Regions from separate parts of the Mus musculus genome. Here regions 1, 3 and 4 are each linked to region 2. Evidence: chromatin contacts called from public HiChIP or PLAC-seq and Micro-C data. All regions are on one chromosome and are shown on one strand. The core of a region is the stretch at or near the end of the contact, and the rest is flanking DNA. Distances in the headings are between cores, read along the strand shown. Region 1 overlaps Magi2 (membrane associated guanylate kinase, WW and PDZ domain containing 2). Region 2 overlaps Magi2 (membrane associated guanylate kinase, WW and PDZ domain containing 2). Region 3 overlaps Magi2 (membrane associated guanylate kinase, WW and PDZ domain containing 2). Region 4 holds the start of Ptpn12 (protein tyrosine phosphatase, non-receptor type 12).

The links. HiChIP or PLAC-seq counts read pairs in DNA pulled down with a chosen protein or histone mark. Hi-C and Micro-C count contacts between places; a contact is called where the count stands out from the background.
Region 1: a contact with region 2 is called in a RAD21 HiChIP or PLAC-seq map of pro-B cells, with 5 times the contacts expected there. The contact joins two enhancer-like sites. A contact is called at or near these places in 1 of 15 datasets of contacts at CTCF or cohesin (pro-B cells) and 7 of 115 datasets of contacts at active chromatin or transcription factors (bone marrow-derived macrophages, embryonic stem cells and stem cell-derived neural progenitor cells).
Region 3: an H3K4me3 HiChIP or PLAC-seq map of stem cell-derived neural progenitor cells shows a contact between it and region 2, with 4 times the contacts expected there. The contact joins two enhancer-like sites. A contact is called at or near these places in 1 of 39 promoter capture datasets (stem cell-derived epiblast-like cells), 1 of 15 datasets of contacts at CTCF or cohesin (pro-B cells) and 7 of 115 datasets of contacts at active chromatin or transcription factors (bone marrow-derived macrophages, embryonic stem cells, oligodendrocyte precursor cells and 1 more).
Region 4: a Micro-C map of the HL-1 cell line shows a contact between it and region 2, with 6 times the contacts expected there. The contact joins the promoter of Ptpn12 here to the enhancer-like site in region 2. A contact is called at or near these places in 4 of 484 Hi-C or Micro-C datasets (the HL-1 cell line, embryonic stem cells and uterus) and 2 of 9 other capture datasets (adipose tissue and pancreatic islet).

The regions. Positions count from the first base shown.
Region 1 is chr5:20,331,173-20,334,047 of GRCm38.p6, reverse strand. All of the region lies in intron 6 of Magi2 (membrane associated guanylate kinase, WW and PDZ domain containing 2), which reads right to left. Among named protein-coding and RNA genes, the nearest start is that of Gm52764, 210 kb to the left of the region's middle. Within about 2 kb of position 1,282, at least 48 of the 459 cell types and tissues checked have an H3K27ac peak or open chromatin away from gene starts, as enhancers often do. A contact at or near this core is called in pro-B cells, where this site is marked.
Region 2 is chr5:20,701,048-20,703,911 of GRCm38.p6, reverse strand. Magi2 (membrane associated guanylate kinase, WW and PDZ domain containing 2) reads right to left here. Exons shown (of 23, transcript NM_001170746.1): 23 at 1-1,842. The coding sequence ends at 1,786. Among named protein-coding and RNA genes, the nearest start is that of Gm52763, 21 kb to the right of the region's middle. Within about 2 kb of position 1,536, at least 415 of the 459 cell types and tissues checked have an H3K27ac peak or open chromatin away from gene starts, as enhancers often do. A contact at or near this core is called in the HL-1 cell line, adipose tissue, embryonic stem cells and 5 more, where this site is marked.
Region 3 is chr5:20,195,494-20,198,473 of GRCm38.p6, reverse strand. All of the region lies in intron 4 of Magi2 (membrane associated guanylate kinase, WW and PDZ domain containing 2), which reads right to left. Among named protein-coding and RNA genes, the nearest start is that of Gm25761, 83 kb to the right of the region's middle. Within about 2 kb of position 1,478, at least 46 of the 459 cell types and tissues checked have an H3K27ac peak or open chromatin away from gene starts, as enhancers often do. A contact at or near this core is called in oligodendrocyte precursor cells and stem cell-derived neural progenitor cells, where this site is marked.
Region 4 is chr5:21,054,629-21,057,328 of GRCm38.p6, reverse strand. Ptpn12 (protein tyrosine phosphatase, non-receptor type 12) reads left to right here and starts at 1,418. Exons shown (of 18, transcript NM_011203.3): 1 at 1,418-1,680. The coding sequence starts at 1,582. Gm42221 (a long non-coding RNA gene) reads right to left here and starts at 1,262. Exons shown (of 4, transcript XR_880864.3): 1 at 858-1,262.

The DNA of each region.
Region 1 (2,875 bases), core at 33-2,532, 370 kb after region 2:
AGGACCAAGCATAAGTCATGTTGCAGCCTACCAGCATAGGGCAAAAGGCAGAGGTAGAAGCCTAGCACAGACCCATCCTCATGATCCAGGGAGATCCATTCTTACTACTTGACAACATGGTTAAGGGAAGGGGAGACAGAAGCCTCAGTGGAGAAAGTCGGATAGAGAATAGGAGCTAAAGATGCCACTCTAATCCTGTTTCAATCTTTAAAGCCACACTAGATTCTTCACATACTCCATCAATAGTAATGAAGACTGCAAAGCAAGATAAGATTAGATATATAAATTAAAATAATATTTTTCTACATCTGAGCAAATAGCAACCCAGTCACATTAACATTAAATAAAAGCCAAGTGTTCAAGTCAGTATATTTGACACAAATATTATATGCTTTGGTGTCAAACAAATATTTGAATGTTAGGTTTCCTAGGTGAGCATTAGCTTCGTTATTCTGCATGACATAAAGCTACAAAGACAGTGTCTGCCTTACTTGGCTGACTCATTAATATGAATATCTAGATAAGTATATATATGCATGTACACACACACACATCCATATATTCACACTAGTAACACATATATTATATAATAAGATAATAACAAAGCCAGATAGAATTATACTAGCATTTGAGAAGTGGAAGTAGGAAAGTTATGAGACCAACTTGGGTTATACATTGAGACGTTATACTACAACTTAAGCCACAATAAAACAAGACAATGTTGATATTTTCTCTAGGGAAATCACCCTTTAGTTTGACCAAATGATATTTTTCTCTTAGCCTCATTTTTTTCTTTGTTTTGAGAGAGGGTGCCACTACCCAATCAAGGCTGATCTTGACTACATCTGAGACTACAATCGGTCTGCTTTTGCCTCCCAGGCTCAGATTATAAACATGAGCCACCACACTAGAAAAGCTTTCAGTGATTTAAAAAAAGAAATCTAACTTTGCTAAGTAGTTGCTCAAAATAATACTCTAAAAAACCCCAAATCTGATAAAAATCTATGTGGCAAACTTTATAGCACTAATGCCATTAAAAGATTTTGCTGGGCAACCTAGTGGAGATACAAATAAAAAAGTTTTAAATACACCGTGATTGAAGGGTCTATGGTGAGGAGTAGAAAACTCAGTAGCCCAGGGGCAGTAAGACAGACCGGAAGTGATGCTCTGGAAACAGAGTCATACACCATTAATGGAGCCACTGTTGAGCTCTGGGCTTTGACCATCTGCTTCCTGTCTCTCTGATGGTGAGGAAACTGAAGACAAGCAGCACCTCCTACCTTGTTTTTCTAGAATCTCCCATTGTGTGCTTCTGTTAAAGGAAGTGGGTACCTCAGAGACACCACGGAGAATGTAGACTGTGACAGCCTTTTCTGAAGGGCAACCTCAGCTGTTTAGGCACCGCAAAGAATATGCCTTCTGTGATGTTCTTAGTTGCCAGTTTTTTTGTTTTTTGTTTTTTGGATTGATTGTGTTTAGTTAGGTATTATTATGGTTTTGAGACCCCACAGGTCAGCTGTTTCTAAGAGTGTTGGGTTGTAGAAGATGGGAAGTGGAATATCTGATAAGGACAGTATCCTATTCAACTGGTCCTGCTCCTTGACCTAAGGTAGAGCTACTAGAACAGCGCATGTCTGAAGGACATGTTTCATGAGGGCTGGAAAGGTTTCGTTACAGTGCTTTTAGCAACACAGGCTTAGGGATTTTTTCCTAATGAGGGTATCGTGTACCATTAAAGCCATAATAATAATAATAATATTATGCTTTATAATGTTTTACAAATCTATGTATTCAGTAATAACAATATGAAAGACTTTAGCTTTCTAGGTTTAACTTTGCAAACACTGCCATAGTATTTACTTTCAAAGATACTCTTCTCTGATGAGACCTCGACAAAATATCCTTTCATTGAGGCAGAACCCAGTCTCTCAAGATTATTTAAAGGTAATATTTAAATTCTCACTAGTCATACAATTTATTCTAAATGAAGGTGACTGCTTTGTTTCTAATAACTACATGAATGATACTGAAGAAAGTCATAAAAATGGAGTTTTTTGGACATTATTGCCATCTCTCTTATCATATTTTATATAAATCAGTGTGAAGAAAGACATGGAACATTGCCTTTTATTTTATTTACTGATAGTTCATCACTTGAACCTTATAATATGTATTTTCATTTACTCAATATTGACCAAGTACCATGGAAAGAGCTAGGGGTTTCGTTTCCTCTGTTTGAGGTTCACTGTGGGCTTAGGAGTGAATACGCTGGAGTACGTTTGACAAAATGTTTGTAGATGTTCAGACGAAGTTTAGCATTTGTAGAAGGCCCAGAATGGAGGGTGGGCACATTACAGAAAGGTACCTCTTACTGAGAGGTGTCTGTTGAAAAAGAAAATGACATTTAACTTTGACAAGTAATTATATGTTCTTATCACAACTTGTCCCACATGCCCTCCTCCTGAGTCTGTGCACCCCATTACTGCCTCCCTTCATTAGCTCCCAACATAAAGTAGTAAAGTAAGTGGTAGTTTGTGGAATATATTGGCACTGTGTCTCAGGCACTGGCTACTACGTATGAAGGCTTGGTGGGAATCATTTGATCTGATCCCTTCAACAATGCTTCAAGGAGAAATTGTTTGCTTAATGAAATAATGATTTTTTTTTTGTTTTCATTTAAGCTTTTGGCAAGGGGTGGTGGGATCCCTTTAGCATTCAGGTAGGCCCTTTCTTAATATTCCTAAGATCTGAGCTTGAGGCCAGCCTGGTCTGCAGAGTGAGTTTCAGGACAGCCAGAGCTGTACAGAGAAACCCTGTCTCAAAAAACCCAAAATAAATAAATAAATAAATAAATAAATAAATAAACAAACAAACA
Region 2 (2,864 bases), core at 287-2,786:
TGGATAGCTGACTAATGTTAACGTTTGACAGTTTTTACTGCAGGGACAATCGCTGACCTGCGATGGTAACCCGGGGACATAAAGGTGCATCTATAGATTGTTAGTGTAACAAAAAGCATTAGCAAATTGGAGGCGAAAAGCTACAGGTGGAAACAAAAAGGAGATCAAATAAGGAAAGCAGAAAGGAATGCCAAAGGACTTATGTTCTTTAATGAAAATAAATTAGTTATCATAATGCTTTCAATATTAGAGATTCTAATTTGAGAAATATAGGACAAATACTTTGTCAAAGTGCAAATGAAGAGCTTTAAAATAAGACAATCAAATAGGTAAAATAGAAGATTGCTAACAGAGCAGCTACGTATCTCTGAGTGCCTGGGATGACAGGAAGCCTTTTCAGGAAGGAACTGCAGCGTTGTCAATCTCGATTAAACAGATTATGGTCTTTTGATTATCAAACTCATTATTTTAGAGGCAACCAATTAGGATCTACGAGCTAACCTGCAAAATTCTGACTTACGGCAAACTGCTCCCTAGGATACAATTTTTAAAACCTTTTTTCCCTACTACTGAAAATGTACAGAAATGTGACTTGACCACAGAAATGGCAGTAAAAAAGGCATCACACCAATGAATTCACTAGGTTTCTAACTCATCCTGCAGTAGGCAGGGGACGCTGCTGCTAATACCGTTGGTGGATGCTGAAGGGGGAGCCATGGAAACGTAGCATGGGAGAACAGTTCTGGATGTTTCAAAGAAACCCTTTATCCCCTGTCTAGATATGTCAAGAACGATTTATTTACAACACTTTAGATCAATTAAAAGATATAATCTTGTCTCAGTTTCCGCTTGCTCCGTGCAGTTTGATTTTTTTTTAAGGCGATATTCCAGTTTGTGATTGCTCTGAACTTGTCCAGTTTCTTGATATAAAGTTTGGATGACATCCAAATCCTTCATGCAGTGGGGGGAACTTTTTTCTTTTTCTCTTTTTGAATCTAAAGCTACACTGCACTGTCTCTCTGTGATGTTTGCGTGATTTTGGTTCTTCCGTAGCTGCCAAAGCTCCCACCATGGAACCGGGGGCTTTAGGATCAGTTTAGGTCTGCCTGCGCGCACACCGTGCCGTGCCGCCTACGCGCGTCGCACGCCGGCGCTCCCGGGCTTCGGCGCCTCGTATAGATCTATGCGTGTGACAGTGGAAATAAATTAAAACGCCGTGAGACGGAACCCAGGAAGATCGGCCTGCGTGGAGGCGGGCGGGGGCCCCTCGCCTTGGGGCTCATCTGCCCGCGGCCGAGGCGCCAGGCTGCAGGGCGCCCGGCAGCTTGTCGGAGCCCGGCACCTTCCAGGGCCCCGGCGCCATCGTCGCCTTGCGCGCTGGGCCGCCCCCCGTGGGCCGCGCTGCGGGTCGGGCCCCCGAGCGCACACCCACCTTGGCCTCGGCCTCCCGCGCGCCCGCGGCCCCGAGGCCCTCACGCCGGCCGCGCAGCGCCTCCTTCCCGTCGGCCGCCTCCGAGGCGGGCCTGCCGGCCTCGGGCCGCCCCTGGCCGCCGGGCACCTCCTCCAGCCTGGGCCGCGCACTGCGCTGCGGGCTCGCCGAGCGCTCCCTCTGCTCCCCCAGGCGCTGCTTCTTCTGGCCGCCGGCCGAAAGCTCCTTTGGTTTCCTAACGTCGTGTTCCCTTTGGATATCCCAAGTTGGGTCTGGGCCTATCTGGTGGGAAGGGTCGGAGGGTGGGGCTGGATGTGATGGAGAGAATGGAGAGAGGATGTCTTCGAGGGAGACGCCTACTTCCGGCAGGCCTGGGGCGGCGGCAGCGGCAGCACTCCAGGCGTGGGGTTCGTCTGTGGACAGGAAGCACAGGCGTTAGGGCGCGCCGCGTCCCCGCGCTCCAGCTAACTCCCCCACCCCCATGCCGGGGACCCGGGCTGGCAGCCAGGCGGCTGCTCTCAAGGGCCCCGCCACATCCCTCAACTGCCCAGAGGGCAGCCAGCCGCACCCCGGGGTTCCGTCCCCCACCCGTCCCGGGCAGCCATCGCTCAAGAGTTCAAGGCACAGCTCGGGCCTAATCCCTTTGCCTCAGTCTGCTCTTAATTTCTGGGGTCACGCCTAGCATGGCCACTGACTTGGCAATAAATCACCGGTTCTCAGACCTCACTGTGGAAATACAAGTTGCCCAGCGACCCAGCCCAGCAGGTCCCAGCAGTATAGAGACCAGGTGCTCCTCTGTTTTTAGCAGGCCTTCTGCGATTCTTGGGATGGATCTGAGTCCTCCTCAAAGGAGTTGGGTGTGTGATTTTCTCAGCCGTTAGGTGTCGCTCAAAGCATAGTTCTCAGCAATTGCCTAATAACCTTGGGATTTGGATTGATTCATCTGAAAACTATCATTGCTTTCTTGCCCGAAAAGAAAATCATTGTCTTTGATTTTTTTTTTTTTTTTTTTTTGTAGTTTTAACATGGATGGCTCCTAGACTAAGATAAACGGGACTGATTCTAGAAAGCCTAGCTTTAAGGCCATTGAGGATTTACTCTGTTGCCTTCCAAGCAACTATGTTGACTTTCCAAAAAAGTATATATAACATAAAACAAAACACTGGCCGGAAACCAAGTAGGGGGCAGATGTGTTGGATTCAGTGAGTTAGTTATGACCACCAGCAATAACATTTCCCTGGAATTTTCTTACCCCAAGGCAAAATCAAGCAGGGAAATTCAATACAGGAACCCTTGATATTTGTGAGGAAAATGTCTCATGACCTTTGAAAAGATCTTAAGTTTTATAATTCTCAGAATGTTATTTTCTCTAAGGAATTAGTATATGAGTGGGACACAAAGAAGCCACATTTATATTGAGTTCTGGGTGGCTGTT
Region 3 (2,980 bases), core at 229-2,728, 510 kb after region 2:
ATGTGTGCTTTGTGATTTTAGGAATGCAATTAATCTTAAAGACATTTGTCACACAGGAACAAGTCCCCCGAATCCTCAACAAACTTCAAGGTGATAATAATTAATACATATATTGGAAACATTCAAGAGCCATAGCAAGATATGAAATAAGACAAGATTTACATTTGTAACACATCTTAAAGCTTGCCTTTAAAATTTTTGGGAAAATCAGAACAGTGTTATTTGTTCTGATTATGTTATGACCATAGCCCTGATGTCTCAAAGGGCTCTTTTGAGACAGAGATGGAGGGTCTTTATTCAGTCTGTACTTTGATAATATGAAGGGCTCTTCTTTAAGGTCAAAATTGAATCAAGGTATTTTTTTGTTAAGGACAAGAAGAAAGGTAAGAAAAAGGCATGGTGCTGCCCCCAGCCATGGGGCTAGTGCTTAGGTAAGCCTTATCTAGAGAAGCCCCTCTTCATAGAGAAAGGTCAACACTTAGCTCTGAGTGTGTAGAGCCACTGTTGATGACAAGGCAGGTGGGAGTCGCTCCAAGAGTCAGTAAGCACAAGAAACCTAGGCAGACAGGTAAACACCAGTGTGGAGAGAGCAGATGCCTCTGGTTTGTCAACAGTTTAAACTCTGAGCAACTCTGCTGCTCTTCTTGTTTGCATTCACCACTCACCATATCAGATCTCTCTCGTATACAAATCGCATCAACCCCTGCCCCCCTTTCCCCATACCACACCGCCCAGAAGTCCAACAACACTTCACAGAAGCTGAGGAAAGTTCTTGAAAACCCCAAATCCATGTGAGTGCCAGAAGAGGTCTCATACAGGCGTTGCTTTCACATTGATTGAATAGTGAGTCTGCGCTGATATGAAAGGATGCTTCGGAAGGCTGCCACAGTTCCACGTGCTTACAGTGTGTGAGCGCTCACTGCTGTGGTTCAGAACCAAGTCTGAAGTGGCTCTCTTGTTGATTTGCGGACACATCTGGATACCTAAGTACTTTATCTTAGGGGAGTTTGAACTTTCATGTAATCTTTTAAAGATAGAATGTCCTTTACAAATGATCCTTTATCAATGTCCTTTATAAATGTCTTTTATAGTTTGGTATAGTCCAAGAATTTTACCCACTTCCCTCCCCCAACCCCGACAGACAACAGGGAGAGAAAACCAAGTGTAGCATTTGGGAACAAACCATAAAATTAAGTCATGTCAGGAAACCAAAACAAAAGGGAAAAAAAACAGAGAAAGATCTGAGTGCATACACAAACCACAGCCTCTGTGAACTCACATAAAAATAAGCAGGGGAAAGGCACTGTGGCAGTTTCAGAGTGGGGCATTCTTCCCAGGAAAACAGCGAGATTCACTACGGAGGACATTATTCTTCAGAGACTGACAGGGTCTCATTCACAGCCCCAGGACTGATGGTGCATGTACAGCCAGCTTGCCAAGCAGCAGAGCCCTGGGATGCAGGTCCCCAACGGTGAACTGAGATCATTGCTGAGGACACTCAGAGATCACATAAGGGACACTCTGTTTGCTCTCTGGGAGATGCAGTTCATCTGCACTAATTGCAGCCTTGGGAGCCTGGAAAAGGCAGCTCTGTGCCCACATACTGTATTCCCTTTGTTGGGACGCTCTCATGGGCTGCTCCTCCGGGCATTGTGTGTGTGTGTTAACAGAGAGCCTGCACTGCCTTTAAAATCTATGTGCATTTCTAATTCTTTGCACTGGACTTACTCATAGCTGATGAGAGGAAGCTAGCAGATAATAGTGAATCACTATAGCAGGTAACTTATGTGAGAAAAGAAGTCCAAGAAATCCAACTACTAACGTTTACAGGAATTCACTTTTCTGAAGATTCCAACACCGCAAAGCTTGCCTATTAACCATCTATTTATTTTGGCATTTTCAAAGTTTGAGTGATTAGGTGCTTTCAACTCTAAAAAATATGTATTTTAAAATATACCTTTGTGTACTTTTCTTTATTTTATAAAAGACTGGAAGACAGCCAGGCATAGTGGCCCACATCTAGAACCTAGCCTTAGGCAGTTGAGACAAGTGCCCTTGGGCGTTGAAGCTCTTCTGGGACTCACAGTGAGTTCCAGACCAGTCTGGGCTACATAGTGATATCTGCTCAAAATCCAAACAAACAATGAACAAAACAAAGAAACAATAACAGTATAGGTTTAAATTTGGAAAATGCTGTTGTTAAAGAGACTTACAGTCAAGGCAGTGCACATTTGGTTTGCCTGTCTGTAGATGGCTGTTGTACCTGAGTAAACCCAGAGCTAAGAACGTGAAGCATTTAAAGATAGGTGTTGTAATGATGGTTTTGACGGTCAACTTGATTGTATTAAGAAGGACTGGGGGAGATGAATAAAGCAGAGCTCAGGATGTAATGTGGGTAAAATATAGTCCACATCTTAAAATTCCATTCTGTAGGTCTATAAACAAAAAGCCCAATTTGGATGCTTAGAAACTTTAACAAACAAATGATATTTTCTTCACAAATTTAGGATTTTTAAATAAACACGCCAAAATTAGAACTATAATTTGAGTATGGGAATTATATTCTAAGGAATGAGAATGTAGCTGGGGGGGGGGGGGGGAGTGTCCTTGCCTAGCTTGCACGAGTATTCCCTGTACCTCAAGAAACCAAAAGTAACAAAGAATCATGTCTTTACTATTCTATGTGATATCACAATCTTCTCTTTGTAAAAATAATTGTGCATATGTAGCTGAATGTACATGCAAACACACACACACACACACACATTCTCAAACTTAGAACAATAAACTTTATCTTATAAAATACTAGAAAATGGTAGGTAAATAAACTGGTTGCTGTTGAAGCAGAAGGACCTGAGTTGGGTTCCCCAGCATCCTTGGAAAGCTGGTCATGGTAGCATGCACCTGCAACCTCCATCCTTGGGGTACTAGAGACAGGCAGGCTTGGTGGGGCTCTCTGACCAGCAAGGCTAGCCAAATC
Region 4 (2,700 bases), core at 169-2,668, 350 kb before region 2:
TCGAGCCTGAATCTTTTGCTTACATTCAGTGAAATTTAGCCTGTGTAGTGGGTTAAATTACTACAGACACTCCTTTCAAAAGTTTATTTTAGTATGGAAAGCATCTCTTGAAATGCTTTGAGAGAAGTGAGTTGGTACATATCAGATGCATTATTTCCTGTATTTTATTTTAAAGTGTAACTGTATATTGCTACTCACATGTGTTGTCTTCGATTTTCTTTTTAATTAAATTTCACAGTGCGGCCAAATATCGGTTTAGGAAATGTTTCCTGCATTGATATTTCCTATCTTAAGCATATTTCCTGGCAGCCTGTTCTGTGAAAACATGTTTTTTGTTTGTGGGTGTAGGTGACCAAAGTCAGTCCATGGATCAAATCCCTCAGTTGTGCAACTGTGTACTACTACAAACTCTCGTCCTTTCGAGAAAAAGTAAAAGTTAGAGTCAAAGTAAAAGAACCTGCGTTTTAGTTCTGACTCCACATGAACATGTTGGGGGGGTGAACTTTGGACAAATCATTTCTATTTATGAAAGGACAGATTGCATCAGCACGCTCTCTGTCTGCTAAGAGTCACAAATTCTATTCTACGAAAGAATGTCACCCATTCAACTCTGAAACCGTGAGAATTTAAAGATAGGAAGCAATATTGTCTTCCTCTTGGCAAAAAAAGGTGCAATGAGAAAGATGCATTACGAATTAAGAGCTTTCCCTCACTGGGATTAGAAAGATTGCGAAGAGTAAACCCTTTCACTCTGGAAACTATTGGCTTCTCCTAGCCAAAGTGCCAAAGCCTTGGGAGACCCTCACCAAGGCATTCGTAAAGCGAAGGTGAAGGCTCTACTACAGTTCCCAGCATACCTCTGTCCCACCCTGCTCCGGGCACTCCTGCAGGCGGGTCTTGTAGTCCCAGCCCGCGGCCGGCAGTAGCGCTGAAGCACTTTTGGAATCAGCTTTCCCTCCCCGCCAAACCCGGAGGCCGCAAGCCCCATCTGAAGTTTACTGTCTGACCCACTGGGCTTGGCCGGGCTTCCAGACGTAGGACGTCCACCAGAAGCCAGCCTCACCGCAGCGAGCGGCGAGCGCCCTAGGAGAGGGCCACGCCCCGGAAGCGGCTTCCAGCCACTCAGAGCGGGCGGGGGCGGGCCCGGGCGGGCGTGCGGGGGCGGCTGGGTCTTCGCTCTGGGGCGGGGCCGCCGTACGAGCCCGCGCGTCTGGGTGGCGGCGGGGGCGCGCCCGTGGGGAGAGGCGGCTGCGGCTGCTGGTGGGGGGTGGGGGGGGAGGCAGAACCGGGAAGGGGGCAGGGCGAACTGAGAGCCGTGTTCCTGAGGCGGCGGCGTCTCGGACTGAGGAGGGCGGGGAAGGAGGATGGGGCAGGCTGGGGGTTGGGGCCGGCGCTAGCCCGCGGCTCGCCTCGTAGTAGGGGAAAGCGACGCTGCTCTTTAAGTTGCGCGGGGAGCCCGGCCGGTGCCGCCGCAGCCGCAGCCGCCTGGCGCGGCGGGGAGGGAGGGCGGGCCGGAGCGAGCTGGGGAAGACGGAGCGGGCGCTGCGGCGCGCGGGCGGGCGGCGGGGGGGACGCGGGAGGATGGAGCAAGTGGAGATCCTGAGGAGGTTCATCCAGAGGGTCCAGGCCATGAAGAGTCCGGATCACAATGGGGAGGACAACTTCGCCCGGGACTTCATGGTGAGTGTCCGTTCTCGCCGGCGCCTCGTGTCGCCAGCCGCCGAGCTCCCCTCGCCTCTCCCGGTCGGTCGGGGCTGCCAGCGCTTTGTGTGCGGTGCGAGGACAGGCGCGGGGCGCGCGCCCAGCCGCGAGCGCCGTCGGCGAGCTTGCGGGAGGCGAGGTCACCCCCGCCCCTCAGCCTCTCTTTTCCGCGGCCGCTACCTGCGCTCCCCGGCCCAGCCCGCTCCGGCCCCGCCGCCCGCGACTACCTATTGTCTCCCCGGCCGGGCGGCGGCGGCTGGAGTGCGGGCTCGCCTTCCCACGCCTGCCTTCCCCGCCTGCCCCTCCGGGGAGGGTCGAGGCGAGCTGTCTGGCTGCGGCCAGCGGAGCGGCTCGAGGCTGCCGGAGAGCGAGGGTGTAGAGCATTAACTCGCTGGGTCCCTGTACGGATGCCGGCCTTGGTCCGAGTGGACGGCAGGACGACTCCGTGTCTGGGTTCACAGTTATTAGCTCAGCGCTTGCCAGAGGCTTGACCATAAGGAATCTCATGGTTTACCTGATCTCCATTTATCTGGTCAGGTTTCTTTTCGTCCTGAGACCCAGGTTTGAGGTGGCTGTGAGGCCAGTGTGACTTTAGATCGAAAAGGGAGGGGGATATCAGTGTGGATGGGGGTTATCCTGAAGGAAGCTCACTCCGGACTTGAGGGGATATTGCCGAAGCCGGAGGGGATGTGACTATCACTTCCTATCCGGGGTGGGGGTGGGGAAGCTGGGAACAATAGTCATGGTAGGGTGGAGGCGACTATATGGGCTGAAGCCCTGGGAGATAACCTTCCCGTCCCCCCTTTTCCGCCACCCCCCTTTCCGCCCTCTGCTTGTGTAGGCAGGCTTGAGTGAGTGGAGGTGGGGGTTAAAAGTCTAGTATGTGAAATTTCTCTAGGTGCATAATTGGAGAGAGGGTATCAATTCCGAAGGCGTGGGACCAGAAGCTGACTTCCTACATTACCCCCTCCTCGCTCCTTTTATTTTTCTGTTGGACAA